Linked DNA regions of Sus scrofa: region 1 is linked to region 2. A link is a contact called in public Hi-C data. All regions are on one chromosome and are shown on one strand. The core of a region is the stretch at or near the end of the contact, and the rest is flanking DNA. Distances in the headings are between cores, read along the strand shown. Region 1 holds the start of CARM1 (histone-arginine methyltransferase CARM1). Region 2 holds the start of KRI1 (protein KRI1 homolog).

Evidence for each region. Hi-C and Micro-C count contacts between places; a contact is called where the count stands out from the background.
Region 1: a contact with region 2 is called in a Hi-C map of liver, with 3 times the contacts expected there. The contact joins the promoter of CARM1 here to the promoter of KRI1 in region 2. A contact is called at or near these places in 3 of 5 promoter capture datasets (fetal liver, fetal skeletal muscle and liver) and 1 of 47 Hi-C or Micro-C datasets (liver).

What each region holds. Positions count from the first base shown.
Region 1 is chr2:69,600,722-69,603,592 of Sscrofa11.1, reverse strand. CARM1 (histone-arginine methyltransferase CARM1) reads right to left here and starts at 1,472. Exons shown (of 15, transcript XM_021083821.1): 1 at 1,217-1,472. The coding sequence starts at 1,436. It overlaps C2H19orf38 (protein HIDE1), which reads right to left. Exons shown (of 7, transcript XM_013994683.2): 7 at 2,833-2,871.
Region 2 is chr2:69,335,827-69,338,691 of Sscrofa11.1, reverse strand. It overlaps KRI1 (protein KRI1 homolog), which reads left to right and starts at 1,588. Exons shown (of 19, transcript XM_013987437.2): 1 at 1,588-1,822; 2 at 1,933-2,006; 3 at 2,758-2,863. The coding sequence starts at 1,729. It overlaps CDKN2D (cyclin-dependent kinase 4 inhibitor D), which reads left to right. Exons shown (of 3, transcript XM_005654859.2): 3 at 308-1,264. The coding sequence ends at 667.

The DNA of each region.
Region 1 (2,871 bases), core at 223-2,722, 270 kb before region 2:
TCCCCCCCGGGATACCCTTCTCTCTCCTCATCTGGTCCAAGAAAGTCAAAAAAGTCATGCAACACTGGGAGCTCCCTTATTTGGGTTTTCCAAGTTGAGGTGTGGGGAGCACCCTCTGCCTGAGCTCCATACACTTCCCTTCAGAAAACCCTGTTCCCAAAGTGGCAGAAAACTCACAGAGGCCAAAGCCAGGAAAGGCCTCCTCAGTGACTCCCCAGAGCATCAGGGCAAGAAACCCGGAGAGACAAAGCTAAGTGTAACAGTATAACAAAATGTGAAGGCGGAATCCTGACAGAAGACAACAGATAAGAAAGAGTAACAAGAGGAAGAAAAAGGATAAACTACAAAGAAGCAGAGTCCTCGGCAAACACCTTTGTAATTTTTTCCCCCCACCGAAATGTCAGTTTTGAAACTCGCTTCTGAAAATTCAGCCCACTTCTCACATCCCCAAAAAGGAAAATCGGAGGACCGTGGCGAAGAAGGAGGCAATGTTACCCCTTACTTCAGAGCCGGGCATCAAGAAGGGACCCTACCCATCCACGTATCCACGAGGCTCACAGCCAGTGGCTCGCACCAACCTCGCATGGGCCCTCTCCTCAGATCTAGAAGTTTCCCACTCGGGGGTCCGGATTGCCAAGCCCTCCGGATGGGTGGCACAGGGTCCTCCAGGCTGGGCACCACTTTCCAACCGTCCTTGGCAGTTCAGAGGGTCTCCCGAGGTGGCCACACACCCCCTCCTCCCAGCTAGGGCGGCCACACCCGCCCCCAGACTCCCACCTCTCCCACGCCTCAGGCCCCCTCCCCTCCCACCCAGCCTCCACAACCCCAGCTTCCTGCGAATTCTCCCTTCCACTCGCGGCCCCCCACTTCCTGCTCACCCCCTCCCAATCTCAGGGCCCTCACTACTCCCCCATTTCCCGCTTCCCTCCATAGTCCGGGCACCTCACCTCTGGCCACCACGCACGCCCTCTTTTTCTGCCGCTTGACACCGTCCCTCCACACCCCTCAACTCGGGGACCCGCACACCTAACTCCCCCGGCTCGGCCCCAAGGACCCCACCCCAGGCCCCCACGAGTCAGGGCCCCTCACCCTCGGGGCCCCGGGCCCCTCACTGTGGTCGCGTCCCTCCCGCCCTGGGCCCCCCGCCCTGCCGGCCTCGTGCGCAGCCCCCGCGCGCAACCCGGCCCTCGGCCCGGCCCCGGAGCCCCGCACTCACGGCTGTAGAGGGCGATGCCCGCCGCGTCCGGGCCGGCGCGCACCTCGAGGCGCAGTGCCTGCTGCTCCGCGTGCCGCTGGATCTCGCCGTTCGCGTCGCCGATGGTGAGGAGGCGGGCGCCGGGGAACACGGACACGGCCCCGCAGGGCCCCGCGACACCCGGGCCGGCCGCCCCTGCGCCGCCCACGCCCGGCCCCGCCGCCGCCGTCGCTGCTGCCATCTTAGATCCGGCTCCAGGCCCCGCCGCCGCCGCCGCCGCCGCGCCCGGGCCCAGGCCGCCGCCGCTGCCGCCGCTGCCGCCGCCGCGCAGGCCGAGGCAGAGGCCGAGCCGGGCAGCGCCGCCTGCCGGCCACGCGCCGCCTCGCCGCCACCGCGGCTGCTGCCCGGCCCCGTGGCGCAGCGCCCCCTGCCGGCGGCCCTGGGCGCTGGGAGGGAGCACGCTGGAGGGGCGGGGCCTGCCCCACCCAACCCCGCCCCGCCCCGCGCGAGCGGTCGCCGCTTTGTGAGGTGACTCCGCGGTCCAGGAACAGCGGGGACAAGAGCGTACGTCGGGGGAGGTGCTTGCGGCGCGAACACGCCCCTGGGCCTCGGCCCCGCCCCCCGCCCGGCGCGGCCTGAACTGCCGGCGGTGCTTTGTGAGGCAGTGAGGCCGCCGAGGCCCGGGGAGGGAGGGGGCCGGAACGCGCGTCAGGGGGACGGTGCTTATGCCCCGGACACGCCCCCTTGCCCCGCCCCGACAGTCGTGCCCAGAGAGGTGGCTCCCCAGCTAGAAAAACGGCGGGGGCGGACCTGACGCCCAGCAGCTCCGACACGCCCCTGAAGCTTGGGTCCGCCCGTTGCCCCTCCCGGCTTTGTGAGGTGACACGCTGAGGGGCGGGGTCCAGCTGCGAAGAGGCCCCGCCCCTACACCGGTCCTGTTCCCTCCCGCTTGCTTTGTGAGGCTCTGGGTTCAGGGGAAGACCGGAGTGAGGGGCGGGGACAGGACGTAGGGACACGCCCCAGCCGCAGCCGGCGGGATGGAAAAACAGTTTGAGTTAGGACTTGACCCCAGTACCCCACCGGGAACTCCTGCCTGAGCACTCAGCCACTCCTCCGCTCCACTCCATCATCTCCAGCCCCTTACTCTAGGGCCCTCCTCCTCCATCCTCAGCCCTTCACTGTCTTCTCCCCTACAAAAAATTCTTGGACCCCTCCTTTAGCCCCTTTCCTCTTCTACTTTCCCTGCCCCGAATGATGGCTGGCCAGCAAATCGGGGCCAAGTGCCCCTTTCCATACACACACAAACACATATCTGTCTTCCCTCCAGTTCCCCCCTCCACTGGTCCAGGGGCCCATTCTCTTTGGGGGAGTTCCAAAGGGGTTTGCAGCCACATTCTCCAGCTGCCTCTCTAACCTAGACCTGCTCATTTAGTACTGTCCTTCCCAATGTTCCTCTTCCTCCACCCCACCATCATTCCACCTCCTGTGCTCACCAATACAAAGAATTTAGCTGAGGCCCACGTGGTACTACCCCATCCACGCACCCCCGAGAGCTTCCCCATACACCACACTGAGTGCTACAATCAGTGATTGGACCCCAGAAGCCCCGGGCTTGAAGGAGTACATTCCATCGAGACTTTGAGAACAGCTCAACACATTATAATTAATAACTTAGG
Region 2 (2,865 bases), core at 339-2,838:
TTCCTGATGATTTCCCATATGTGGAGAGAAGTGTCTCAGGTTCCTTGGGGGAGGGTCTTAGGTTCCTTGAAAGTTTCCTTGGGGGCTCTTCCCTAGGGGATGTATTATCCTGGGGGTGATCAGTTTTTTGAGGGTTCTTGTTCTCAGGAGATCTTGTTCTGCCTGGGAGCTTATATTCCCCCAAATTTCTCATTCTCTAGAGGACCTTGTCTCTGGCATTCTCTACTCCTGAATGACCCTTTTCTCCAGTCCCCCATTTTCCTGGGCCTCCTCCTTTGAGGACCCCCTGACCCTCTGCCCCCAACAGGTCATGATGTTTGGCAGCCCCACCATCGCCCAGGAGCTCCTGAAACAAGGTGCCAGCCCCAATGTCCAGGATGCTTCCGGCACCACTCCGGCCCACGATGCAGCCCGTACTGGATTCCTTGACACCCTGAAAGTGTTGGTAGAGCACGGCGCTGATGTCAATGCACCTGATGGCACCGGGGCACTCCCCATTCATCTGGCTGTGAGAGAGGGCCACACCTCTGTGGTCAGCTTCCTGGCTGCTGAATCTGATCTCCATCACAGGGACGCCAGGGGGCTTACACCCCTGGAGCTGGCAAGGGGGAGAGGTGCTCAGGATCTCATGGACATACTACAGCGGCACACAGTGGCACCACTGTGACCTGGGGCCACCCAGTCCAGCAACAGGACCCGGCTGGGTTCTGTGTCAGAAGAGAAGGGAAGAAACACTTTCTCCCTTAGCTCCTCCTGCCCACTGCCGAGGGGCACAAGTTTGTGGCTTGTTGGTGTTGATTTCTGGGGTGTGTGTGTTTGAGGTGCATTTCTCATTTTTTTTCCTCTCACCCCTTTTGGTGTATTGGGCAGAGAAGGGCTCCTGCAGGCAACAGCCACCTAAACGGTTCAGTTTCCTCCACCCCCCAGACTGCTGGGACTACAGACAAGTCCCAAGGGCAGAGCGTTTAAAGCCCTAGCTCCAGAGTGAGGTCATTCCTTCCAAGGCTCCTGGAACCTGTCGACCTTGGCCAGCTATACCCAGAGCTAGACCTCAAGTGTGCACACTGCTTTCGGGCATGGGGGAGGGGGGTGTTCCAAATCAGTAAAAGGGTAGTATGAGTTCATTCATATTTTGTTTAAAAGCTTGTTTTCCAGTCCCTTGTACAGCGTTAACACATTCTATTTATTAAGCTTTATGGAAAAAATTGTTGTGTGTGTAATTTAATGTTTTTACCCATTAAATTAAGACTTGTGCATGATCATAGCGCCAGTGGCTTCTGATTTTTGAGGCTGCGATGGAGAGTCGTGCATTCAGGATGTTTGTGGGGGTGGGCACCCAGGTCGCGGATCGTGGGTCCTTTGGCGGAGGGGCGAGAGTGGTAATTCCCAGGGCGCAAGGGGTGAGTGAGCTGGGTGGGGCAGCGGTTTGCGCTGTCGGAACGGAAGGGAGGCAGGAAACCGCGAGTGGAGAAAGGGCCCCCAGATGTCAGCTGGGTGCCGGGAGCCCTGGGGGTGGGGGAGTGGGGTGGGCGGTGGCCGTAGCCTTCCCTGCAGAGGCGTGGCCCATGGGTGGGGACTGCCGTCACAGGGCTTGGGATCCCGGAAGGGCCAGGGGCTGGGTTAAGTGCCGTCCACGAGGCTCCGCCCCATTTAAAGCTAGCTTGCTAGGGAGTAGCCCCGCCCCCTGGGGCGCCCTCCGTACGCTTGCGCAGTGTGCCCAGAGCCGCCATGCCGGAGCCGCGCGGGTCGTCGCCCCTGCGGGTGAACGCGGCGTTTGCTGCGCGGTACGGCCGCTACCGGGAGCGCGAGGAGCTGCAGCGGCGTGAGTGCGGGGCGCATGCGCGCGGGGCGCCGGCGCATGCCGGGCGGTCAGGAAGTGGGCTTGATCTGGTCCCCCAGGCTGACCTGAGGGCTCCTATCTGTGCCCCACAGTCAAAGATCGCTACGGAGACCAGGACGGCAGTGGCGACTCCAGCTCCGAGTCTGACTCCAGCGATGAGCGCGTGGTGAGCTTACCCGCTTCCGTCCTGAACTTGGGGAGGCTTCCAAGCACACCATCCTTGCCCGGCTTATAGGGAGCTGCTTACCCTCATCACCAGCGCGCCGAGGGGAGCTTTCAACTCCCGCCCTTCATTCCCTTGAGAGCCAGACAGCGTCCTCCCCATCCCCAGGGGGTGGCCAGATTCCCCCTACCTCCCCCTTCTCACCTCGGAGCTCCTGGCCCATCTTGATCTGTGAGGTGTAAACTGTCTGTCCACCTTTTTGTCCCTAACAGTCTAACCCTTTCTCAACGCCTGCCGCTCTCCCCAAAGTGGGGCATCCCTCTGCCACATGGGGCACCCACCTTTTCCCCATAGCAGCCCTGATCTTCCCAGTCTCCCTGAGTGGTCCAGCCCTTTCTCTCCATTCTTCCTGTGCCCTTTCTGCCCACCTAGCCCCGTGTCCTGAATCCCTTACTGATGCCAGGAAGTAACCTCTCCTTACCCACTACTTCCATTTCATATCCTGTACATATCCTATGTGTGGACCACCCCCAAGACGGCCCCTCTCCCTCCTCCACCCGTTTGCCCCCCTCTTCCACTCAGATCCAGACCTCCACCCCCCACCTGCCTCTCTAGCCAGATTCCCCTTCCTGCTTCTTAATATATGCCCCTCCCCCACCCTAATTCCCACACCCTCTCAGCCCACCTACCCCTGGTGCCCTCATCACCAGGTGCCTCCTTCTGAAATCTGTCTCCACCTCTTTTCCTGCCCTAGGAATTTGACCCCCAGCAGGAGCGAGACTTTTACAGGACTCTATCCTTGTTGAAGAAGAAGGATCCCCGGATTTACAAGAAAGATGCCACATTCTATCAGAGAACAGGT